Linked DNA regions of Mus musculus: region 1 is linked to region 2. Evidence: chromatin contacts called from public HiChIP or PLAC-seq data. All regions are on one chromosome and are shown on one strand. The core of a region is the stretch at or near the end of the contact, and the rest is flanking DNA. Distances in the headings are between cores, read along the strand shown. Region 1 has its middle 24 kb from the start of Gm38579. Region 2 holds the start of Ttc12 (tetratricopeptide repeat domain 12).

What was found. HiChIP or PLAC-seq counts read pairs in DNA pulled down with a chosen protein or histone mark.
Region 1: an H3K27ac HiChIP or PLAC-seq map of T-cell acute lymphoblastic leukemia shows a contact between it and region 2, with 10 times the contacts expected there. The contact joins two enhancer-like sites. A contact is called at or near these places in 7 of 39 promoter capture datasets (3T3-L1-derived adipocytes, cranial neural crest, frontonasal cranial neural crest and 4 more), 5 of 15 datasets of contacts at CTCF or cohesin (embryonic stem cells, large pre-B cells, pro-B cells and 1 more), 29 of 484 Hi-C or Micro-C datasets (B cells, the BV-2 cell line, CD4 single positive thymocytes and 9 more) and 13 of 115 datasets of contacts at active chromatin or transcription factors (SST interneurons, T-cell acute lymphoblastic leukemia, acute myeloid leukemia and 9 more).

What each region holds. Positions count from the first base shown.
Region 1 is chr9:50,412,754-50,419,197 of GRCm38.p6, forward strand. No RefSeq gene overlaps it. Among named protein-coding and RNA genes, the nearest start is that of Gm38579, 24 kb to the left of the region's middle. Within about 2 kb of position 4,073, at least 42 of the 459 cell types and tissues checked have an H3K27ac peak or open chromatin away from gene starts, as enhancers often do. A contact at or near this core is called in T-cell acute lymphoblastic leukemia, where this site is marked.
Region 2 is chr9:49,483,824-49,490,534 of GRCm38.p6, forward strand. It overlaps Ttc12 (tetratricopeptide repeat domain 12), which reads right to left and starts at 2,402. Exons shown (of 22, transcript NM_172770.3): 1 at 2,323-2,402; 2 at 847-919. The coding sequence starts at 904. Within about 2 kb of position 5,263, at least 14 of the 459 cell types and tissues checked have an H3K27ac peak or open chromatin away from gene starts, as enhancers often do. A contact at or near this core is called in T-cell acute lymphoblastic leukemia, where this site is marked.

The DNA.
Region 1 (6,444 bases), core at 2,823-5,322, 930 kb after region 2:
ACATTGTGTCAGATTCATCCCATGCTCCCATCTGACCTACGCTGGGGAATCCAAGAACACCTGCCCCTTAAATAGGCAACTAACCCTACAGAGACATCTGGAACATGAGCCTGCCCCTTCGGAATGGCCTTAGAAGAGGCTCCTGATATCAGCCCGACTTTGCCTTGTACCCCCACCCACCCACACCCCACTAACGCAGAGAACTTCCTCGTAGCTTCAGGCTCTGAACTTTGTTTTTGTTTTCTAAGATGTCCTTGGGCTGCACAGGATTTGACAGGAAAGAGTTGGGAGCACAAAGCCAGCAAATCAAAGGGCACGCCTGGCATTCCCTTCTGTCTCTGTGACATCTTCATTGGAAGCAGAGAGTGGAGTTCAGAGAACACTGACAGCTGCAGACCCTCCAGCGGGAGGCCAGGAGCCCACGGTCCCTCCAAATGGCAAATTCTGCTGTTCCCTCATCACCTACAGTGGCCTGCAGGCTGCCACCTGGAGCCTTGCTGGCCTTTGTTCCCTTCCACGGACTCACGGGCAAGGCAGGCATGTTCTGCTGACACAGGTGCCACGCCAAGGAGCTGCGAAGGTGATAAGAAGTTAAAAGATACAAAGTAAAAAGAAGAATCCGAAATGAGAGGGTAAGGGGTAATGGGAGCATGGGTCCTTCTTCCCTCTAAAACATCCCATACTCCTAGCAAGAGTTTAACTACTCTACTGAAGATACAAAAAAACGGACCACTGCCCTCCTCGCCAAAGCAGCTGTTTGGTCCTCTAACTCCCGCTCCTTCCCACTTCCCTTCCTAGCCAGTACTCACTGTGAGGTTTAGTCCCGAGAATCCCTGCATGTGAGGAATCCTTTAAAACAACCCTAAAAGGGAGGTGTGGCACAGTAAATAGAGTGCTTGCCTAAGGTGTATAGCTCCTTGGGTCCTGTCCAGCATTACACAAACCAGGTACACATGCTTGAAGTTCAACCACTCAGGAAGCGGAGGGCTTTACAAAGTGTTGAGGTTGATTCTACTTAAGAAATATCATAGCCAGGCATGGTGGTGTGAGTTTGAGGTCAACCCTGTCTAAGTAGCCATCCATACCCTGTTGAAAATGGGGGAGGGATTTAAAGAGAGAGGAAGGAACACCATTGAAATGGGGAGTGTTGGAGGAGGAGCTGACCACACACACACACACACACACACACACACACACACACACACACACGCACGGGCTCTCAGCAGAGCTGGGCTCTGAAGTATTAGTGGGTTTTGGTTTGGTTTGGCTTTTTTGTTGGTGGTGATGGTGGTTTGTTTTTGCCACTCACCAGTTTCTACCATTTGCATCAAGCAATGCAGAAGCCAAGGACCTGCTCTGAGGTAGGAATTTAAAAGCTGTGCACCTGCCCGCCTGTTGGTTCTGTGGTCCCTGCTTCTTCAGTTAGTCACTAACCCTTTCTCTGCGCTGGCCCCAGTTTCAGCACACTTAAAAGAACCCCTTTCTCACTCACTGTGTGTGGACTTGTTTTCCAGCAAGTCTCTCAGGTAAAGCTACCCTCCGGAAGACTGTGGTGTGAGATAAATTGTCCACGCCCCAGCCCAGGTACCCAATATCTCCTCTCCCCTGTGAACCTCAAATCATTTCAAAGAAGATTCAGTAAAAAAAACAACAAGCTTTAAATCCCCTTTCGTGACCTTTGCATCCTTGTGTTTCTAGTTCTAACTCTGCCATTTTCTTGTGATAGATAAGTGCACAGATGTAAATAGCGTGCACACCACTGAGTGCAACACCATGGCCTTTCTAACTGTATTGGAGTTCATTGAGATGTATAGAGCTTGGGACAGGACAAATGTCTGTTTGAGTGGATATGTTAATCTAGCTGTGTGATGTTTCTATTGGTGAATGCATTGCAATAAAGCTGCTTTGATATTTAAAAACCAGTAAAAAAATGTAACTGCACCATAGGAATATCAATTCCAAAAACATTCAAGAATCAAAATCAACTTAAAAGATTTGGCATAATGCACATAACAGAATATGTATGTGGATGTCAAAAGGATGAAATAGATCAGTAAAGCTGGGATGAAAATAATCTCCAAGATATACTATTTAGCTTGTGGCAAAAGTCCAGTTGCCCTAAGGGGACAAGGTCATCCCCTGCCTAGCAAGGAAGGGCTACCCATTAATCACCAGAACTAACGCTGGCAAAGCCTGCCTCTCGGCTGACAGCCAGGTCCAAATGGTTAAGCACAGTGAGACAGGCTTTGGGGATGGTTTTGTTCCAGGAAAAATCAAAGCTGTTTCCTTCTGAACAGAAACCTGACCACGGTCGAAAAGAATAAAGTCAGGCACAATTTTTTGTGTGTGTATTTGTGCTTCTCAGGCATAGAGAGCAGTTGGCTTGAGATCAAAGCTAGAAGTTTCTAAGCACATGGAGGCGGGGACTATGCATGATCATGTGTGTGAAGACAAAGGCCTACATCAAGCGTCTTTCCCTTGGGTGCCATGGTTTTATAAGCAAGATTTATTTTTAATATTAACTTAATTACTTGTTCATGTACTTACTTTTATATATCTCTCTTTTTCTCTTCTTCTGTATGTATGTGTATGTGCGCGCGCACATGCATGCATGCATTCGTGTGTGTGTGTGTGTGTGTGTGTGTGTGTGCCCTTGTGTACATAGATACTCTCATCAACCAGACAAGGCATCACTTGGCCATTGGTATCTTCCCAGTCTCCAGTCATCTTTATTTCCTTCTTTCTACATCTCTCTCTTTTTTTGGTTTTTTTGTTTGGTTGGTTTTTGTTTTTTAGTTTTTGGTTTTTGTTTTTTGTTTGTTTGTTTGTTTGTTTGTTTTGAGACAGGGTTTTTCTGTGTAGCCCTGACTGTCCTGGAACTTACTTTGTAGACCAGGCTGGCCTTGAACTCAGAAATCTGCCTGCCTCTGCTTCCCAAGTGCTGGGATTAAAGGCATGCACCACCACTGACCAGCTCTACATCTCTTAAGTAAAAATTGAAGGACGAGGAGGAGAAGGAGGAGGAGAAAAGGAGAAGAAGAAAGAGGAAGAAGGAAGAAGGAAGAAGAAAGAGGAAGAAGAAGAAGAAGAAGAAGAAGAAGAAGAAGAAGAAGAAGAAGAAGAAGAAGAAGAAAAGGAGGAGGAGGAGGGGGAGGAGGAGGGGAGGAGAAGGAGGAGAAGAAGGAAAAGGAGAAGGAGAAGAAGAAGAAGAAGAAGAAGAAGAGGAAGAGGAGGAGGAGGAGGAGGGGGGGAGGGGGAGGGGGAGGGGAGGAGAAGGAGGAGAAGGAGGAGAAGGAGAAGAAGGAGAAGAAGAAGAAGAAGAAGAAGAAGAAGAAGAAGAAGAAGAAGAAGAAGAAGAAGAGGAGGAGGAGGAGGAGGAGGAGAAGGAGAAGGAGAAGGAGAAGGAGAAGGAGAAGGAGAAGGAGAAGGAGAAGGAGAAGGAGAAGGAGAAGGAGAAGGAGAAGGAGAAGGAGAAGGAGAAGGAGAAGGAAAGAAGAAGAAGAAGAAGAAGAAGAAGAAGAAGAAGAAGAAGAAGAAGAAGAAGAAGAAGAAGAAGAAGAAGAAAAGTGTCTAGGAGATCCCATTCCCAGAAAGGACAGACACAGAGAGCTGCTGTGTTACCTGGGTCTAAATTTCAAATGGAAGCTGGCACCCTCGGGGGAAATTCGAAGAGTGAGAGCCACACCAGAAGGAATACTTCAAGAGCCAAAGCTTTCCCTTTCACTTAAATCCAAATAATCCTCTTGCAATTCTTCAGTGCTAGAAATCCCATGGCTACCTCACATGGACTGCCACACTCTCACTTTGGACTATTAGTCATATTCTTAAGCATATTCTCTAATCTTTGGCCAAGCAAATGGGTGTGTGGAATAAAGACTGTATTTTCCAATATGCCTGCTAGTAGGTATGGAAAATAGGACAAGTCAAAAGAAAAGAAAGGGCTGGTGAGATAACCCAGTGGCTAAATGTTGGAAGGCCCTGCTATTAAGGTTGCAGTCTACCGAGTTCTGATAAGGTCCCTGAGCTTGGTGCAAAATGGAGAACTTTTTTTTTTTTTCAGCAGGGCTTCCTCTTCTCTGCCCAATCTTATCTGGAGATCATCTCTTAGCACAGATGCCTGACCTTATCTGGAGGAAGGCCCTGTGCAGAGCTTCCTGCAGGTGCTGCATGATTCAGCACTTAAGTCCCACTCAGCACTTCCTGCCAAAATGATAATTAGGTACTGAGCTATGACCGATCAGTCCTTCCCACCTGTAACTCCCAAAGAACCTGTGAGGACAGTCACGTAGTCTATGGCCAGATAACAGGTCCAATTGTCTCTCTCTCCTGCTAAGAGCCTCCCCAGCAGGTTCTTGGAATTCCTCTTCATGGAAATGAAGCATTCCCAGGCCTTTACTGTAGGCAATAATATAACATCCACCGTGAAAGTCCCTACCCACTCTCCAAGATCTATACAGCCCTTGTTTGTCCCAAATGAAGTTAAGCTGTCTTGCTGAAGCTGATCTGAAGTCAGTAAGTCAATGCTCAGGGATGAGGGCCAACAGTCCCCAAGGAGAAAGGGGGCCACAGGTAAAGGCACTTGCAGAATTCCTGAGTTCAGTCTCATGGGACTTGGGACCACATATCACTGGGCAAGTGTCACTGGATCCCTGCTTCAACTGATCAGAAGACTTTCGAGCTGTATGTGGGAGCACAAAAGCACAGCTATTTTAAGAATCTTAATACCAGCACTTGGGAATCCGAGACAGATGGGTCTCAGTGAGTTAGAGGCCACCCTGGTCTACAAAGTGAGTTTCAGGACAGCTAGGGCTACACAGAGAAACCCTGTCTCAAAAGGCGAGTGGGGTTGACTTTCGTTCCCATCTTTTAAAAGCAAAATCTCATTGCTGAAAGGACAAAACCATAGTTTTGGAAAACACACTAACAGTTGCTAGGAGTTCAGGGACTTGGGTAGAACTATGAAGGGGCAATGTGAGAGAATTTGTAAAGCTAAAGAAATGGTTCTGTTCCAACTCAATTCTTTAACGAATTAGAAAGAGCAATCTGCAAATTCATCTGGAATAACAAAAAACCTAGGATAGCAAAAACTCTTCTCAAGGATAAAAGAATCTCTGGTGGAATCACCATGCCCGACCTAAAGCTGTACTACAGAGCAATTGTGATAAAAACTGCATGGTACTGGTACAGCAACAGACAAGTAGACCAATGGAATAGAATTGAAAACACAGAATTGAACCCACACACCTATGGTCACTTGATCTTCGACAAGGGAGCTAAAACCATCCAGTGGAAAAAAGACAGCATTTTCAACAAATGGTGCTGGCACAACTGGCGGTTATCATGTAGAAGAATGCGAATTGATCCATTCCTATCTCCTTTACTAAGGTCAAATCTAAGTGGATCAAGGAGCTCCACATAAAACCAGAGACACTGAAACTTATAGAGGAGAAAGTGAGGGAAAGCCTTGAAGATATAGGTACAGGGGAAAAATTCCTGAATAGAACAGCAATGGCTTGTGCTATAAGATCGAGAATTGACAAATGGAACCTCATGAAACTGCAAAGCTTCTGTAAGGCAAAAGACACCGTCAATAAGACAAAAAGGCCATCAACAGATTGGGAAAGGATCTTTACCTATCCTAAATCAGATAGAGGACGAATATCCAATATATATAAAGACTCAAGAAGGTGGACTCCAGAAAATCAAATAACCCCATTAAAAAATGGGGCTAAGAGCTAAACAAAGAATTCTCACCTGAGGAATACCGAATGGCTGAGAAACACCTGAAAAAAAAATGTTCAGCATCCTTAATCATCAGGGAAATGCAAATCAAAACAACCCTGAGATTCCATCTCACACCAGTCAGAATGGCTAAGATCAAAAATTCAGGTGACAGCAGATGCTGGCGTGGATGTGGAGAAAGAGGAACACTCCTCCATTGTTGGTGGGATTGCAGGCTGTACAACCACTCTGGAAATCAGTCTGGCAGTTTCTCAGAAAATTGGACATGGTACTACTGGAGGATCCCGCAATACCTCTCCTGGGCATATATCCAGAAGATGTTCCAACTAGTAAGAAAGAAACATGCTCCACTATGTTCATAGCAGCCTTATTTATAATAGCCAGAAGCTGGAAAGAACCCTGATGCCCCTCAACAGAGGAATGGATACAAAAAATGTGGTACATTTACACAATGGAGTACTACTCAGCTATTAAAAACAATGAATTTATGAAATTCCTAGGCAAATGGTTGGACCTGGAGGGCATTATCCTGAGTGAGGTAACCCAATCACAAAAGAACTCAAATGATATGTACTCACTGATAAGTGGATATTAGCCCAGAAACTTAGAATACCCAAGATATAAGTTACAACTTGCAAAACACATGAAACTCAAGAAGAACGAAGACCAAAGTGTGGACACTTTGCCCCTTCTTAGAATTGG
Region 2 (6,711 bases), core at 4,013-6,512:
CCTTGGCAATTGACCATAGAGCCCGAGACTCTGAAAGAAAGGCAGGGAGGCAATATAGAGGCCAGCAGGCAGGTGGGTTCACATGAAGATAGCAGTGTACCAAGGCCACAAAAGCATTCAGGAAGGAGCTCAGGGAAGGCTGGTGCGGGCACAACTGGATACCCAATTACTTATCCCCAGGAGGTTACCTTATTTCTAAATCTGTTTTGTTTCTCTTTCACCCATACAGCCTGCCAATTTAACATATTCCTACTTGCTAAATAAGGTGTGTGTGCGTGTGCACATGCACTCTTTTTAGCTACAAACAAGCTCCCTAAAGCTGGGACAGGGATAGACTGGTTTGGAGTCTCTTCAATGTGCTGCATGGCTCAATGGACATTCTCTTAAGTTCTACCTCTTTGAACTTGGGAAGGGTGTTCTTGGGTCAGGGGGTGCTGAGAAAGAGGATGAAACTCATAAGCCATTCACGTAACTGACATATCTGAAGGGAAAGCCACAGACTCATGTCCCCTGCCTACAAGAGGAACACAGATGACTAAGTAGGCTCTCAATAGATCTCAAAGGGAACAGACAGACTCACTGGCAACCAGGAAAGGTGCTTGGAGGAGAGCCGTCAGCCTGAACTTCAGTTAGACCATGATAACTTCTATGATACCAATTAACAGCCAGAAAATACTGCCCCAAGGCTGTAACTGAGACCTCAATAGCCTTCTGTTTAATTTCAATTACATTTTTTTTCCTTGAGAGTCATAAACCTGTCAAACAAGCCAGGGAGCTAACTTCGTTTTTCTTCACCCACTTCACCGCTCCAAGGCAGAACTCAGCCTGTGACTTAATGCGACTTACTTATTTCATCCACATTTTCCAGAAATCTCTGCAAGTCTCTCTCTTGATCATCAGCCATCGCAGACACAAATCTCTAAGGGAGGCAGTATAAATTATGAAATTAATAATATAAAACACTAAACAGAACCATCGGGCTTATTATCTGTCTAAGACTAAGTGTTTGTAAATGTCGTGAATAACAGCAGGGTGAGCCATTTCCCTCTGACTGCTGTTTAAGGCCAAGGGACAGTTATTATTTGTGGCCACACTTCCGGAGAGCTGCCAGCCCTGCCTCTGCTGGGGGGAAATGCTCTACAATAATTCCTCCAAAGCTAACCACCAACCACTGTGATTTAGGGACCTGATGGCAAAGGAAGCTGGGAGAGGAGCCGACTTATTGCCAGGGCTGGGGGACGAGTGTGGTCTTCCAACTTTGGCCATGACAGGTGTGCCTAGTCGGAAGCTTGGGCCAGGCAAAGCACAGGATAAGTAGGGAGAAGACTACCTTCATGAACATGTCCACACTCCATTAAAACCGTTGCCTCCGCCCTGTTTCTGAGGATGAAGAGGAGGTGCCACAGTGCACCAGCGTCTGCTTTTCAGTACTCTACCAAGTACATTAGCTTTATTACACTTGATTTTGAATGTGAAGACTACATGATAACCTCGGAGGTACCCAAAGGCGTATCCACACAACCTAAAGATCACCAGAAGGATAAACTTCCCCAGCCTTGGCCCACAGCGAGCCGCAGCTCGTTTGGGAGCGCCCCCTAGGTATGCATATTTTAAATACACTATACTGTGGTTCCAGCTTGCAGACAGGCGGCTTGGTAGTGCAGTCAGACAACTGCGAACTAAAACTTTGACATGCACAATTAGCCCGTGAGTCCCAGTTTCTCCGTCTACGTTATGGAAATCATAATGCGAACCCAGAGGACACCACGGGTCTGACTGTAGCACCCTGAACGTGGATGCGTGATTAGTCAGGCTTCTTTTATCTAGAAAACAGCCTTGGCATATGGCTCAAACAGCTAACACTCCCTAGGAATGAGATTCACATCGGGGGTGGGGGTGGGGGTGAGGTGGGGGGTGGAGGAGGGAATTAACTCGTGCAGAGCTACAGGCTGGCCTGAACCAGGCGCTTCATGGACGGAGAAAGCCAGTCTTTCTGGAACAGTACACCCAAGCCAGAAGGGTCAGCAGGAACGCAGAGCCAAGGCTCCCTGGAAAGGAGCAGAGCGGCGGTGGGGTGGAGGACCCACACCCGAGCCCCACCCTTCGGTACTACACAACTCCATGGAGGGAGGGCGGGGACAGCTGTACTGTTGCCAGGCAACCGCTCCCCAGCGTCCTGGCCCTGTGCTTCCAGGGTTGGTCTCAGCCTGCAGCTGGTACTGGATCAAACTCAGGGCCCGAGTCAGTGGCCTCTGTCAACTCTAAGCCCAGGCCAGGAACAGTTCCAAGATAGATTCCCCACGGCCACCCGGCTAGACTGACCTTTAGTGCCCAGGATCGGACGGGAAGTGGAAGCTGAGGACAGGCTGTGACTGGCTTTCGCTGGGGAGAGGCGGGGCCTTGGAGAGGGCGGGGCCTCTCGTGACCCAAAGAACGCGCTGCCCCGTTTGAAGCTGGGATGTCCCACCCAGAAGCAAGTTGGTGCCGGCTGGTCGCTAAAGCAACGTCAGTGAAAGCCCTTCCACTCTGGAGCCGCGAGGGTTCTCCCAGTTGGTTTCATATCTTTAGTCCCATAATGTAAAGGCTCCATCCAGCGTACTTCGGTGTGAGTCCAGGTTTGTTTTTAATGACCAATGTATGGCCTCCAAGGCAGTACCGTCTCTTTGATTCTCAATTTTTCTCGTAAATGAAATGGAAAAACGACACTTTTCCGACAAAGCTATGGTTAAGGGGGCTGGATCCTATCTAGCTACAGAAGTGAGTGATATACAAACAACAGTAGGATTTAGGGTAGAGAGAGCACATCACAGGGAATGGAAGAGTGGTGAGTCCTGAGCTCTAAAATGTGGGTAATGTAGATCAGTCAAAACCAGAATCTACAAAAAAGTGCCTGAGGCTAGCCAGTGGCCAGGCAAGAACCCAGGTAAGAAGAGGCGATGGGAGTTCCAGAACTACTGGCCGAAGAAGGGACAGACTCACTTGCACCCAGGACTGCCTTGGATAGTGATGCTCAGTAGCCACAGACTGGCTGGCTGGTGCGTCTTCAGAAGCTCTTTCTGTCTGACGGCTTCCATTCCTGTTGCTATGGAGTGCAGCTCTGCCCTCCCCAGTCCCATAAGCCCATGTGTTATAGGACTAGTTCCCATTCCTTAGGACCAGAGGTTTGCCTTTGTTTTGTCTTTTTGTTTCTAGCACGTGGACTTAGATGAGCAAATGTGCCTACAGAAACTGTCAAGTATGCTATTCCGGATGGAGAAAGGATAAGAGAGTTGACAGTTTGCATCAGGCTTCCAAGGGCCATCTGTCCTGAAGAGTAAGATTACAGTGGTACAGTCACAAGCCACTTTGCGGGGACAAATCTTACACTTGATAGATTACTAGGGTTTTGTTTTGTTTCACTTTGCTTCTTTAGCTGGTCTGTGTGTGTGTGTGTGTGTGTGTGTGTGTGTGTGTGTGTGTATGTGTGTGTGTGTTTTGGATGCTATACCTTTCTGTGGCCCTGCATAGCCCAAAATTCACTTTGTGGCCCAGGGTGTCCTCGAGCTCAAGGTGATCCTATTGTCTCGGGTGCTGGGATGGCAGGTGTGTGCCACCAAACTTACCTCGGATTGGTCAGAAGTCCTAAGTGACCCCAGAAAGTCAGTCACCTGGCAGCAAAGAGTCTCATGCTCTTTTGTCCAGGCCTATGTAGATTTTACTTTTGTGCCCTGGTAACTTGATATGGCCAGTGTGGTATACAGATAAGCAACTGTGAACAAGAACCTTCAATAACCCGAGTGTGACTCATTGACTATGCCCCCCCACCCACCCAGCAGTTAGCCAATGGAGGCCTGTGTGAGCATTCACAGAACCCAGTCTACCTTTGATTCATAGAAGAGTAAGCAGTAGACCCGGCTGATAAGGGGGTCAACATTTTGGGTGGCTTTGTTGCCTCGGCATAACATGCTCAGCCACTCTGACCACGTGTTCTTCACTTGATGCTATGCCAAAAATCTAAGGGTGCTGTGGGCGAATCTATGCGGATCAGGATGACTGTTGTTAGATTTTAAGGGTCAATGTCTGTGTGTCCTCCCTCCAGCACAGTGGTTTACGTGTGCAGAGACTTTCAAAAGCATTAGTGAGCTGTATTTCAAGGATGAGTTTACTTTACGGAGCTTAAATCCCTTGCGCGAGACTCCAGTTTTGTGGTTTATGCCTTCAATAAAAAAACGGGGGAACATTTGGTCATCTTCCACTGTATCGTAAATCTGAGACTCAGATTAATAGAAACCATTGCTACTCCTTCCCTCAGCTCGCTCCCCACCGTGCAAACCATCCTAACTCCTTGCATTTTCCCATCAATTATATTATACAAGCTCAGAAGAGAGTGGGAAAAAAAGTTCTCAGCCTCATGCAGAATGAAACAAACTACCTTTGCCTGTGGAGACAAGTCCACCAGAATCCAGGAGCCAAACTACAGCCTGCCAGACAAGACCCTCGGCTGCAGGAGCCAGCTAGCCTGGCAGCTTTGGTTTCAAGATTCTGAGAGAAGGGTTTGTCCAGGCCTCCCCAAGAAGAATCACTAAATACTGCCTCATTTCTTTCTCCGAACCACGTGTCCCTACAGGGAAAGAATCTGTTAAGCTGAAAATCCCTGCCCCTTGGATTCCCCTGTTATCTTTTCTGTTCTAACTCGCCACTGTAGAGGAAGGAGTAGTTTTCAGGATCGCAGGTTCATGTGTCTGCAGGAGACAAGAGTATCCCTTGATATTTCTGTGCTGAAATGATGGTGTGGAAAATATTTGCAACAACCACAATAGCAGTCCCGTGTGCCAGGCATACGTATGACTTCATGTAAATGTTTTGTTTATTCCCATTTCTTAAGTCAAGAACACACAGATAAAAGGGACCGAGATTTCTCAGGGGCCGAGCAAGACCTGAACCTTGGTCTGTGCCCTCAAAACTCCCCCACTTGACTGCCCTGACTCCTATGTACACCCATGTGGCAGACAATGCTGTCAGCAACCCCCCTGCGAGTTTCCACCTAAGCTTATGGTTTCCTCCCTGGGCATGCCAAGCAGACTGCTCCATGCTTGTCAGAGACTGGTCTAGCTTCCCCTCTGCTGGGAAGTGTCTGTGACTCCATTAAGAAAGCAAGGTGAATCCACCAGTGTCTTTCTTTAGAGACTTTACTGTGGATCAAGGGACTTATATTCTAGAAAAGGCCAGCAGGAGCTCCCATGCCAGATGGGAGTGGCGCCCTATCCTGCCTGCTGTGGAGTAGCACTGCCCTCTTGTGGGCGGAATGGGTATGACTAGCCAGTGCAAGGCAGGACTCGGCACAGGGTCGGTGCTCAGGTGTTCTTGTGCTTCTCCTGCAGTTATTTAGTGCTAACCGAGCACCTCCTGTGTGTGCACACCTGGTGTCCTAGTTTGGGTTTTATTGCTATAAAGAGAGACCATGACCAAGGCAAACATTTAACGGGGGCTAGCTTACACGTTCAGAAGTCCAGTCCATTGTCATCATGGCAGGAAGCATGTCAATGTTCCCAGCAACAAGGCCACACCCACTCGCGAACAAGGCTACACCTCCTAGTAGTGCCCCTCCCTGGGCCAAGCATATCCAGCCACCACACCTGGCAAGGCTCTTTTTTTGTATGGCTGCTTTGCTGAGACTGCTTCTCTGGAGAGTGAGCTAAAGCCAGCAGTTCAGGATGTTGAGAAATTTAAGGGTGATTAATTGCTTATTTGAGGCACAAGTCATCCATCTAAGGTGAGCGTTCACACTCAGAAAACTGAAGACACATCGCCTTCGTTCCCTGGAATTTTCTCCACCATCGAGGTTTGTGGGACAAAGGCACTTCACAGAATTGCCAGATGCCACAAGTCACACATAGTCCGGATGTGGGTCCCCTTTCAGTTGCCAGGGACGGTTGGAGACAGGTGTTGCCAGGGAGCAGTGTCTCTTGACTTTGTGTAAGAAGTTTGATATTACATTAGAAGCACGTGGCAGAAACTATCCCTGCTTCATTAGTTAGAGCCAGATGCCTCTCCTTTCCCATCTTTTTTGTCTGTGAATTTCTGCAATGCTGCCATCTTGCTTACATATGGTCTTAAGTTACTTAGTCCGGCATCATGTCAACACCCAGCCGCTGCCACATTCTGAGGACCCCTTAGTAGGGGCTCACACATGACACTCTCGGGAGATGCTTTCCCCATCCTCCCAACAGCCGACAGCAGAGGCCCTCAGGGATACTTATGTATACGCTTGCCTCGGATAAGTGTGTATTTTCGAACCACGTTGTTTTCATAATTATTATTCATTATCCTCCCATTTTTAAGCCAATTTGCTGTGCCGTGCCACACACGCTCGTTAGCGCAGAGAAGCATGCGTTCTTCTGTGTGTGGCATTCCCACTCACTCACTCAGCCACACCATCTTAGAGCCTTAGTTCCCTTTATACTTTGCAAGAGTTTACTCTCCTAGGTTGTTAAAATTTCCGAAGTGCTCCTTGGTGATTCATAAACGTCGGAGCAGTTGGCATTCTAACTGGCAACAACGCGTGAGAGCACCAGGGTCCTCGCTACCGCTGAGGTTCAGACGGTGAACGGTCTGAAAATGCACCCAGGATAAATTGTTCTGCGTGGGTTTCACATTTAGACTGAAACCTCTTGTTTCTCCCCACACGGGTGCTTTCCAGATCGCTCAAGAAGTGTTAACAGAGAACAGCAT